Regions from separate parts of the Mus musculus genome. Here region 2 is linked to region 1. The links are chromatin contacts, called in public promoter capture Hi-C maps. All regions are on one chromosome and are shown on one strand. The core of a region is the stretch at or near the end of the contact, and the rest is flanking DNA. Distances in the headings are between cores, read along the strand shown. Region 1 has its middle 5.3 kb from the start of Gm25232. Region 2 overlaps Ninj1 (ninjurin 1).

Evidence for each region. Promoter capture Hi-C pulls out the DNA fragments that hold promoters and counts their contacts.
Region 2: a contact with region 1 is called in a promoter capture Hi-C map of liver, with 3 times the contacts expected there. The contact joins two enhancer-like sites. A contact is called at or near these places in 5 of 39 promoter capture datasets (cranial neural crest, frontonasal cranial neural crest, liver and 2 more), 4 of 484 Hi-C or Micro-C datasets (the G1E-ER4 cell line, LSK cells and liver) and 3 of 115 datasets of contacts at active chromatin or transcription factors (bone marrow-derived macrophages, microglia and pancreatic cancer cells).

What each region holds. Positions count from the first base shown.
Region 1 is chr13:48,564,360-48,569,716 of GRCm38.p6, forward strand. No RefSeq gene overlaps it. Among named protein-coding and RNA genes, the nearest start is that of Gm25232, 5.3 kb to the right of the region's middle. Within about 2 kb of position 2,107, at least 233 of the 459 cell types and tissues checked have an H3K27ac peak or open chromatin away from gene starts, as enhancers often do. A contact at or near this core is called in liver, where this site is marked.
Region 2 is chr13:49,195,771-49,201,127 of GRCm38.p6, forward strand. It overlaps Ninj1 (ninjurin 1), which reads left to right. Exons shown (of 4, transcript NM_013610.3): 4 at 1-481. Among named protein-coding and RNA genes, the nearest start is that of Ninj1, 11 kb to the left of the region's middle. Within about 2 kb of position 3,206, at least 34 of the 459 cell types and tissues checked have an H3K27ac peak or open chromatin away from gene starts, as enhancers often do. A contact at or near this core is called in liver, where this site is marked.

The DNA of each region.
Region 1 (5,357 bases), core at 857-3,356:
GTTTTGTTTTGTTCTTTTTCGAGACAGGGTTTTCTCTGTGTAACCCTGGCTGTCCTGGAACTCACTCTGTAGACCAGGCTGGCCTCGAACTCAGAAATCCGCCTGCCTCTGTCTCCGAAGTGCTGGGATTAAAGGTATGCGCCACCACTGCCCGGCAGTGTGACACATTACCACATAAAATAAATATATTCAATAAAAATTCAAAATAAAATATTGCAAAATAAAAACAAAAAGGACAAGAATACAAACCCAACTTTGGAACTGTTCTATCCATCAGCATTGGGAGATTGGTGCTGTTTCTAAATTCACATTCTACTTTCTACATCTTTTTTTTAAATATTTATTTATTATATGTAAGCACACTGTAGCTGTCTTCAGACACTCCAAGAAGAGAGCATCAGATTTTGTTACGGATGGTTGTGAGCCACCATGTGGTTGCTAGGATTTGAACTCAGGACCTTCGGAAGAGCAGTCGGCACTCTTAACCGCTGAGCCATCTCACCAACCCCCTACTTTCTACATCTTAATTTCCTTAGAACTGTGCTAGCATGGCCTTTCTCTTAACTTCCTCTATGGGACAATGGTGCACTAGAATGGAGGTGAAGGAGTAGCCTGGGTTCTGCTCCTGCTCAAATGATCACCTGTTGTTTGATTGCTTGAAGAATCAGGAATGTCAGGAATGACTCACCACACCCAGCAGGATTGCAGCATGTGATAGAGCATGTCTATCAGGGAGCTGGAGGGCTGTGATGGAGCTGAGCACCTCATTCGGTGTTCCACCTGCACGGTCCCACTCATTCATCACAGGACCACCACATGAAGCCAGCACAGATTTCCTTTCACTTCAGACGATTTATCAAATCTCTTCTGCTCGTGTAAGGGACCAGGACAGCAGCCCTGACTGATGAATGAATATGAACAGGGCTCCAAATGGAATCTGCTTTGATGCTTTTCAGGCAACTCTGGACCTACTCTGAGACTTGAAGTTTGAAAGTGATAAGCTGAGAATCTAGCCTGTACGCTGGCCAGGCTGAGAGGGAAGCAGAAAGATGGCTGGGGATGTAGGTCAGTTGGTACAGGGCTTAACTAGCATCTAGGAAGCCTCACATAAACAAGTCATGTACCAGGTGGAGGCAAGAAGACCAGAAGTTCAAGGTTGCCCTTGGCTAAACTACATAGTGAATGCAAGGCCAATTGAGATACATGATGCCTTATTTCAAAGAGGGTGAGTGTGGGGAGCTGGGACAATTCTGGATTGACATAAACACTGAGATTAAAGAACCCTAACAGTGGACTAATAAAAACGGGGCTGGATTTAGTGACTCGCACCGGTACCCGGAAGGCAGAGGCAGGAAGCTCTCTGTGACTTTGAGGCTCGCCTGGCGTACATAGTAAAATTTTGCCTCAAAATAAAAAGCTGGGCTGGGCGGTGGTGGCACACGCCTTTAATCCCAGCACTTGGGAGGCAGAGGCAGGCGGATTTCTGAGTTCGAGGTCAGCCTGGTATACAGAGTGAGTTCCAGGACAGCCAGGGCTACACAGAGAAACCCTGTCTCAAAAAAACAAATAAACAAACAAACAAACAAAAAAGTTGGGAAAGTGTGGATGGCTCTTAGAAATGTGTCACCAGAATGACCCTCTGGCTCTGTTTTCCTGTGGAGGGACAGAGAATTATTTGGTCTTCTCAGAACAAAGGAGCAAAAGAGCTCACGTTTAATGGTCCTGTGTCCAGAAAGCCAGTCCCTTCTGCCAGGTGAGCACATGTGGTCTCCTGTGGCCTTCTCAATCTTCACAGGATTGGCTCGGAATGTCCTATAGAAAAGAGCCGTTCTGCCTGGGGCTGCTGTCTGTTCCCAGTGTGTGTGTGCCCCTCCTTCGGTATGGGCTGCTCAAGGGTCCCTAACCTAGAGGGGGGTTGGGAGGACTCCAGAGTGTTTCTAGTCAGGCCTGAATGAAGGCCGGGCTATTGTGTTCAGACCTCTAACTTCGTTTCTGACAAAGGGCCTTCTAAAGCAGCATTTTTCATTAGCCCAAAGGTTTATTTTGCAGGCAGCTTTTCGCCATGACTCAGTTTCTGGCCCACAGCCAGGAGGCCTTGTGTCAGAATTCCTGCAGAGGAGGCCTCCGGGCCTTGGCCTGACCTCCCTCCCAGCCCCGCGGAAGACTGTACCCTTTCCTAACCGAGGTTAGGGAACCGGCATTCTTGTGCCTTCAAATTTAAATGATGTCAACATTTTAAATCACTGACCCAAAGAAGAAAATAAAAAATTATGTGGCTATCACAGCTATATCTCCTCCGTGTGTTTTAAATATAGAAAGCAGGAAGCCAAACATCTGGCAAGCGAGACTGTGTGCTGAATGTGTGGTGGCCAGGAAAACCAAGAAGAAGAAGAAGAAAAAAAGCATCAGTCAGAGTCTAGAAAAATGATGGTTTACTCTTACTGAGTAATATTTAGAGACAGGGACTGAGGAAGGATGGAAGGCAGCTGTTACAACACAGATTGGGTTGTTTTTTTTTTTTCCCCAAATCCAATCCTTCAGAAATTCTCAAGAAAAGGAAAACTTAAGAAATAAATTTCAATTTATTCAAAGACATTTTAGAGTATAAAGTAAAATAGCCTAGGTCTCCTATTTTAAAAATACAGCAAATCGCTGAAGTTCATTGGGGATCCACAATCAGGTACTAGAATTCAGTTAGAAGGTCTACTTACTTTTTTTTTTTTTCCTCGAGACAGGATTTCTCTATAGCCCTGGCTGTCCTGGAACTCACTTTGTAGACCAGGCTGGCCTCGAACTCAGAAATCTGCCTGCCTCTGCCTCCCGAGTGCTGAGATTAAAGGCGTGCACCACCACACCCGGCTGTCTACTTACTTTTAATTCAAAACAATAGCAACAGCAACAGTAATAGTAACAACAGGAGGAGATGGCCCAGTTGGGAAAATATTTGCCATGAAAGCATAAGGACTCAGGTTCTGATCTTCTAGCACCCACATAAGAAGCAAGCAAACAAACAAAAACAACCAGGGCTGGCACTGTGTCACTGTGACTCCAGAGCTTGGTGGAAGAGACAGTAGGTTCTGGGGACTCGGTGGCCAACCTGTCCAGCCACACTGTGAGCTTCAGGTTCAGGGAGAGACCCACCCTGTCGTAATAAAGTGGAGAGTGACTGACGAAGACACCTGGTATCAACTTCGAGCCTCCACAAGCACACACTTAGGCATGTACACACATGTGGGGGTTACAGAGGCAGGATTTCAAAATAATAAAAAAAAATCGAGTAGGATTCACCATACTAGGTATAACTGAAGATATAAGGACACTTGAATTCTGATATTGCCTGTGGGGAACATAATGGCCCAATCACTCTGGAACGTAGTTTTAAGAGACATTCAAACACTCAAATATGGAACTACTATATCATCCAGCTGTTCCTAAATATCTACAAAGGCTTGAATGAAGCAATACCAATCTCATGAGCCTGTGACTGGATAAACGGCTATGGAGTGAGCTGGCGTGGTGACACATACCTTTAACCCCAGCAGTTAGGAGGCAGAAGCAGATGGGTCCCTTACAGTTCAAAGCCACATAGTGAGTTTTAGGGCAGCCAGGGCTACATGAGAGAGACTAGTTCAAAAAAACTAAAAAGGTGGAATATCCACTGGGGACAATATTATTCATCCATTAAAAGGAATAAGCTGCAGGTACATCTTGTAACAGGAATGAACTTCAGCCAAATGATGCTGAGACAGAAATCTGACAGAAAAAGGGAACATTGTTTCTGATTCAGCCTTAAGCTGCAGCCAATCCACAGTCAGGTCTGTGGCCTCCCTGGCTGGGGAGGGAGGTTCCGTGCACTGTCTCAGGAGGTTCTTAGGGTCCTGGAGACATCCCATACTCTGACTGTGGTATTGGTTTCAACGACATATGTCAAAGCCCACTCAATCAGGGCTACAGATGTAGTTCATTGGATAATCATGCTTGGTGTGCAGCAGGCCCTGGGCTGGATCCCTGCTAGCACACACACACACACACACACACTCACACACACTCACATTCACACACACACATACACACACACTCACTCACACACTCACTCACACACACACACTCTCACACACACATACACACACATACACACACACTCACACACATACATACACACACACTCACACACATACATACACACACATACACATACACACACACTCACACTCACACACACTCTCACACACACATACACACACACACACACACACACACATACATACACACACACATACACACTCACACACACATACACACATACATACACACTCACACACACACACACATACACACATACACACACATACACACACACACACTCACACACACATACATACACACACACATACACACATATACACACACATACACACACACACATACACACACACACACACACACACACACACACACCTTTACCAAATTGCCAAGGATTGTGTATTAGTTCTCACTAAATCTGTTAAAATGAATAATATTTATAATCGATGAAGAAAACTTTCTATCCCAGGACCACACATGCTAACATTCTGGAAGGAGAATCATTCAAGGGGCCACGGGATGTCAAAGTTGTCGAAGCTTGTCTGGTCTTTTGCCTTTCCATATACATTTCATAATCAAAATTTCAACTTCTCTAAGATAAGACTGCTGGGTTTTGCTTAGTACTACACTGAAATATAAATCAGCGAGGGTGTGACGTTCTGATAGTCATGAGTCTTCTTCCCACGTATAAATAAGGCACGTCGTTCACTTAGCTAATTGCTGTCTAGTTTATGCTGTAGTCTATCATGGTTTCCAGTTACAGTCAGAGTAAAGTGAACCATGACCCTCACCAGAGCATGCCACCCTTAACTTCATCTGCAGGACCTGGATGTGGCCTTTTCATGTGGAAGAAAGGGCTCTTCAGATATATTTAAGCATCTTGGAAGCATCATTCTAGGTCATCCAGATGGCCCTACAGCCATAGAGCTCATGTATGAGGAAGAGGGGAAGGGGCCAGGAGAGAGAGGGACAGGGCCGTGGAGAAGACAGGCGTGAAGATTGTGGCTATGGAGACAGACACTGGAGCTAATCAGTATTTTAGCAACAAGCCAAACACTGCGGACGCTGGGTGCCAAGGAAGGTGAGAGACTTCTGAAGGGTCCGCAGCCCTTCTAACATGCCGCTCAGACTCACAAAGTGAGCAGATCTTTGAGAGGATGCATTCCTGGTAAGTCACGAGATTTGATGGTTTATAGCAGCCTCTCCAAAGCTCATACAACAGGTCGTTCACGGGTCCTGGGGTTCATGTCCTGGCATCTGGTCTTTTAGATGGT
Region 2 (5,357 bases), core at 1,956-4,455, 630 kb after region 1:
ACATGTGGGAACCGGATGCAGGGCCATGAAGATCAGAACTGGACAGCTCCATAGAAACCCAAGTCCAGAGAATGGTCACTGCCCACCCAAGGACATGCAGCAAATCCATGATTGGACTTGACGAGGGGCCAGCACTGGCCTCTGTCTCAGGACATTCCAGAAGGACCAGGATATGCCCCTCCCTTTGCTGATACACCAGTGACCCTACTTCTCATGGAGCCTGCCCAGGTCACCCTGGAGACTGCTGCCTTTGTTGTTTCTTGACCCAGGGACCTTGGACAGCCATCAGTATCTGCTGGCTCCAGCCTCAGTGCCTGGGCTTGGCAGCCATCAAGAGGCAGCCATGCCCGTGGGGGCTGCAGGTCATGCTGGTACTTCCTGCCAGTGGTGACCTGGGTAGAGCCCCAGCCCTCAACTCAGGGGTTCAGGCCCCACTTTTCTAATCAGGAACGACAATAAAGCTTATGTGCTTCCCTGCTGGGTTCCATGTGCCACCCTATACTCTTGGGACACCACCTTCCGCTCCCAGACAGTCCCTCCCTGCAGGGGTATAAGATCCATCCATCCCTGATCCCCTCCAGCCAGCCTCTGCCCCTCTAAACATTCTTCCCAAGCCATAAAGTGCGGGGCCAGGGCTTAGTTCCTCAAACCCCCTGACTCCCTATCCCTCAGTCGTATGAGCAGGAAGCCCCTCTAGAAACTGGGGCCCTAAGATACCACAGAAGCTCCCGCAACCTTGGATACCCAAGTGGTGGATGAGAGAAAACACCTATGGGAGAAATGGGTGTTATGATGCAATTCCTGTAATTCCACACAGGAAGCAGAAGCAGGAAGGTCAGAAGTTCAAGGTTATCTTCAGCTACCTAGTAAGTTTGAGGTTCTCTTTGGCTATGGGAAACCCTGTCTTTAAAAAGAAAAGTTCCAGGGGAAAAGCTGAGTGCATGGGTACATGTCTTTAGTCCCAGTTGCTCAAGAAGCTGGGGCAAGCGGACTGAACTCAGAACTCATAAACTCAAAACTGGGCACAGGAAATAAGGGGCTGGATGAAAAGAGATGGGGAAAAAGATGTAGAGACCATAATCCTGTGCAGATGGCCTGGGTCTGACCAGATCTGGCTTGGGGCCATAACTCTTGTCACTGTGTCCCTAGTGTGTCCCCCAACGTGGGCTGGCCAGCAGCCACCTGCTTGCCTGGACTCAGCAGCCGGATGTTGGCCAACACATGGCTTAGTTCCTTCTTCATCAAAAGAGGAAACCCCAGATGGGACTAGAGGGGCTCTGAAGTGGCTTCAGTGAGAACAGCCTGTCACCCGATTCCCTGGGCAGGGTGGCTCCGAGAGAGCGTGTGGCTTTCTCCATCAGGGACCTGTGCTCGGACCTGACCTTTGGGCATTTGCCACCCATGGTGAGATGAGGACCCCTCGTGGCCTGATCTCTTGATGTGTGTGTCTCTGTCCCCTAACACCCATCACCTGGTGGATGTGTCCCTGTTCTCAGTCCTGTCCTCTATGACTCCCCCACACTCAGAGACCCATGCCACGTCCCCCCATCAGTCCCTGATGCAAGGCCAACACTGATAGGCAGAGTGAGTTACACCTGCGGCATCTCCTGAGGGCCAGGGGCCTCTGCTGGAGCGGGGAGAAATGGGTATACCCAGTGTGTGTGTGTGTGTGTGTGTGAGTGTGTGAGAGAGAGAGAGAGAGAGAGAGAGAGAGAGAGTGCCAACAGCAGGTGTCTTACTCAACCATTCTCCACCTTGATTTTTGAGGCAGCACTTCTCAGTAAACTTGGAACTCACTGATTCTGCGAGACTGGCTGGCCAGCAAGCTCCAGCAATCCTCCTGCCTCCACCTCCCCACACTGCCATGCCAAGCTTTTTCTGGAGGTGCTGGGGATCAGGCCGTCATGTTTGCACAGCTGAGCTTCTCCCCAGCTCCCTTGCTTCTCTTAGGGATGAAGCTTTGGTTTGGCCCAGCCCTCTACCCACAACTGCCTGGTCCAGCCTGTGGCAAACACTGGCTGTGTCTGAGCATTGCTAATTTTATAGGATGAACCTGCAGCGTTTCTATCCTCTCCACGTGTGTCCTTTAAGATCCCCTGTGGGCAGCGGGGCTCTGCTGGGGGGAGGACCTATTTGACGTGCTGAGGTGTTCCTGTATAGTTGGACAACAGGTGCTCCCTTCTCCCCACACCTGTCACGCTCAGCCTACTTCCTCTCCAATTTCCCACATGCCTTCTCTCCTCCCTCCTGACTTCATTGGGAGACAACTCCATTTCCTGTCTTTCATGACTTTCTGTTGTCTCTTCCCAGATAGTTAATTTTGGGAAAACATTGACTCCAGTGCCACTAATTTGGGAGGGACTCCAGGAAGGACCCCTGGCTGTTGCTCTCTGCACTCTAGCTCACTGCCTTCTGCCACCACCCACTCTCCAGCCAGGTTAACCCCTCCCTCACACCCATGGCACCTGCCGGGTCAACTGCAAAAGGGGATGTGAGGATCCTTGAAACGCAACCTTGCTCAGCACCTTGGTGCCCTGGACCCTCAGCGAGATAGTACCAGGATCATGATTTGTTATCAGATTAGGATTGACGAGAATCTGGTCACGGTGGAGCACACTTTTAATCCCAGTGCTTGGGAGGCAGAGGCAGGCAGATCTCTGTGAGTTCAAGGCCAGCCTGGACTACGGAGTGAGACCAGATCCTGTCTCAAAATACAAAAACAAACAAAACCGGGGGGGGGGTGTGTCTGTAATGATTTAATTAGTGCCTCTCCAAGCTACACCAGGCCATGCATACCCCCCTGCTTTCTAAACTGCGACCCCATTCCCTCACCTGCTGTGTAGATGAGAGCCTGAGAACTGAGCAGCGAGGGAACAAAACAGCGTCCCTCGGTTCTCCATCTCCGTGAGGACCTTTCAGGTGTCAACGTCTATAGAAAGCACAACAGGTCCACTTGTCCCAGATCCTCATCTGGTCTGAAAGAGGACATACGCCCAGGATCCACCAGAAAGAGCCATGGACTGTGGCTGATTGGGCTTATGGCTAGGGGACCTTGGCGGGGTCCCTCAAGCCATCTGCAAAAGGAAGGTGGCCCAGCCCGCAGATGCTGACCCAACAGTAACTGGAAAAATGACACTACACAGGAGCAGAGTCAGAACACCCCCAAATCATCAGCTTGGGTTGTGCAAGATGCGGATGCATTTCGGGGTTCCGCCCTCATGTTCCCTGTGTCCCTCCTGACCCGTGTGCTTGCTCAGCACTCCACCACACTGTATCCATTCTACTCCAGAACCCCCTCCGCTGGCCCCTTCACCTCAGACTCCTTGTGGTGGGAGAGCGTCTCCCTTCTGCACTACCCCCACCATCCTCTTGCCTTCTGCGAACACCACCCCAAGAGCAGACCCTGTTTTCACTTGAGTGTCCAAGACAGCCTCAAGGAATCAGGGACATCTTACCCAGGACCAGAAGGATGTGTGGAGGATAGATGACAAAGGATGCCCACCAAGGGAGTGGCTTATTCCTTACAGGAACCTCTGCCGCTGTGGTGTGCTAGCATGAGACCCCAACTGACCTGTTTTACAAGGGGCACCAGTGAGCAAGTGGCCAGGGGTGCCCCTTGCTTCTTATGGACTTAACTCATTCAGGTCACAAACATCAGGTGACAGGATGGCTAGAAGGAAGGGCAGGGTTAGCCTGATGGAGATACTGAGGTCCAAACAGGGAGTTCCTTTACTGCCTCCTCCACAGGATTCGGCTTAGGGGAGAAGTCCTGTGGAGAACCAACCCAGCAGCAGGCAGCAGCTAATGTCCAAGATGTTGAAGCCTTCAGCCACTGGCTTTGAGTCCAGCTATGGAATGGAGCTCAAGTGGTTGGGACACTCTTGGAGGGGCATCCAGGGACAGCCTGGACAGGGCTTGGCAGGCTGAGGGCCTCGGTGTAGAAGGAAAAAGTCATTGGCCTAGGAGGCTGGGCAGGCCTACATTAGGACGATACCCTCCCATACAGCCCAGAGGACCAGGGCTCACAGGTCTTTGAGGCATCTCTAAAGAAGGGGTATATGCAATGGTGTCAAATGGGGACCAGACCCAGGATCTTCTCAGCCACCATCCTAGGCATTCCCAGCCTTTGACTGACAAAGCTAGGCTTTTCGTGCCGCCCCCCGCCACCCCCCAACACCCTTCTTCATGTTCTAGGGCCAAGTTGAGCCCTGTCCATATAATTGACACATGTGTCTGTCACTTCCACCAGGTGTCTGTCACCTTTACTGTGTCACATATTGGGCGACCCTCCAACAAAGTGGTCAGTTCACACAACTGTCTGTGGTCATGGTTCTTTAGCAGGGGTTTGGTCACGAGTGGGTGCCCAGGATAGGGCTCCTGTGTTAGAGGAGTGGAAACTGATGAGGCTTAGACACTAGCTCTGAGGTGGGGCAGTGACATGGTCACTAGGGGCCAAAGCCACCCGTTCTCACTGGGTGCGGTGTGTCCTGCCAGATGGGAAGGCATTGAAGAAACAGCCTTCCGCACTGGTGGTGGCAAACGAGTTTAATCCCGGCACTCGGGAGGCAGAGGCAAGTGGATCTCTGAGTTCGAGGACAGCCTGGTCTGCAGAGTGAGTTCCAGGACGAAACCCTGTCTCAAAAAACAAAACAAAACAAGAGAGAAAGAAAGAAAGGAAGGAAGGAAGGAAGGAAGGAAGGAAGGAAGGAAGGAAGGAAGGAAGGAGCAGCCTTCTTTCACCTTTGCCTGCAGTTCACCAATGGCGCAGAATGGAGCATGCACACTATATACGTTCAGAGCCCCAGCCTAAGGGTCTAGGTCAGCCAATAGGTAGGTTGGTAACCAGAACCCTCTCCTTATGTTTGCTGCTCTCACGTGTTCTGTGAGCCCACGACTTGAATGGAATCCCTCCCTGGGGGCCCAATACCGTGCCCAACTCCTCTCACGTTTGGGTCATCTCAGTTTGAGCCTGCCCTGGTACTTTCCAAGCTCAAGCACGCGTTGACTCCGGAAACTTGGTGAAAACAGACTCATGATGACTTCGCAAGTTCACGATGTTACGTTTCCTCAAAAAAAGGCTGATGTGGAGGAACTGGTGGGGGAGACACTCAAGAACAAACTCCCCAGGCACCCTGGCCAGAGCCTAACAGACACCCTGACCCAAGCCCATCAGGTGTCCTGACGCATATCCTGTGTCTGGTGTCTTGTACGTGTGAATGTGTGTGCAAATGGACCTGTGTACCCGCACATGTGGCATACACGTGAGTGAACATGTACATGACACAGCATGAGCATGGACGTACATCCAAAGTACTGTGCACACATGTGGATGTTTGTATGTGTGCTGCCCTACAGGA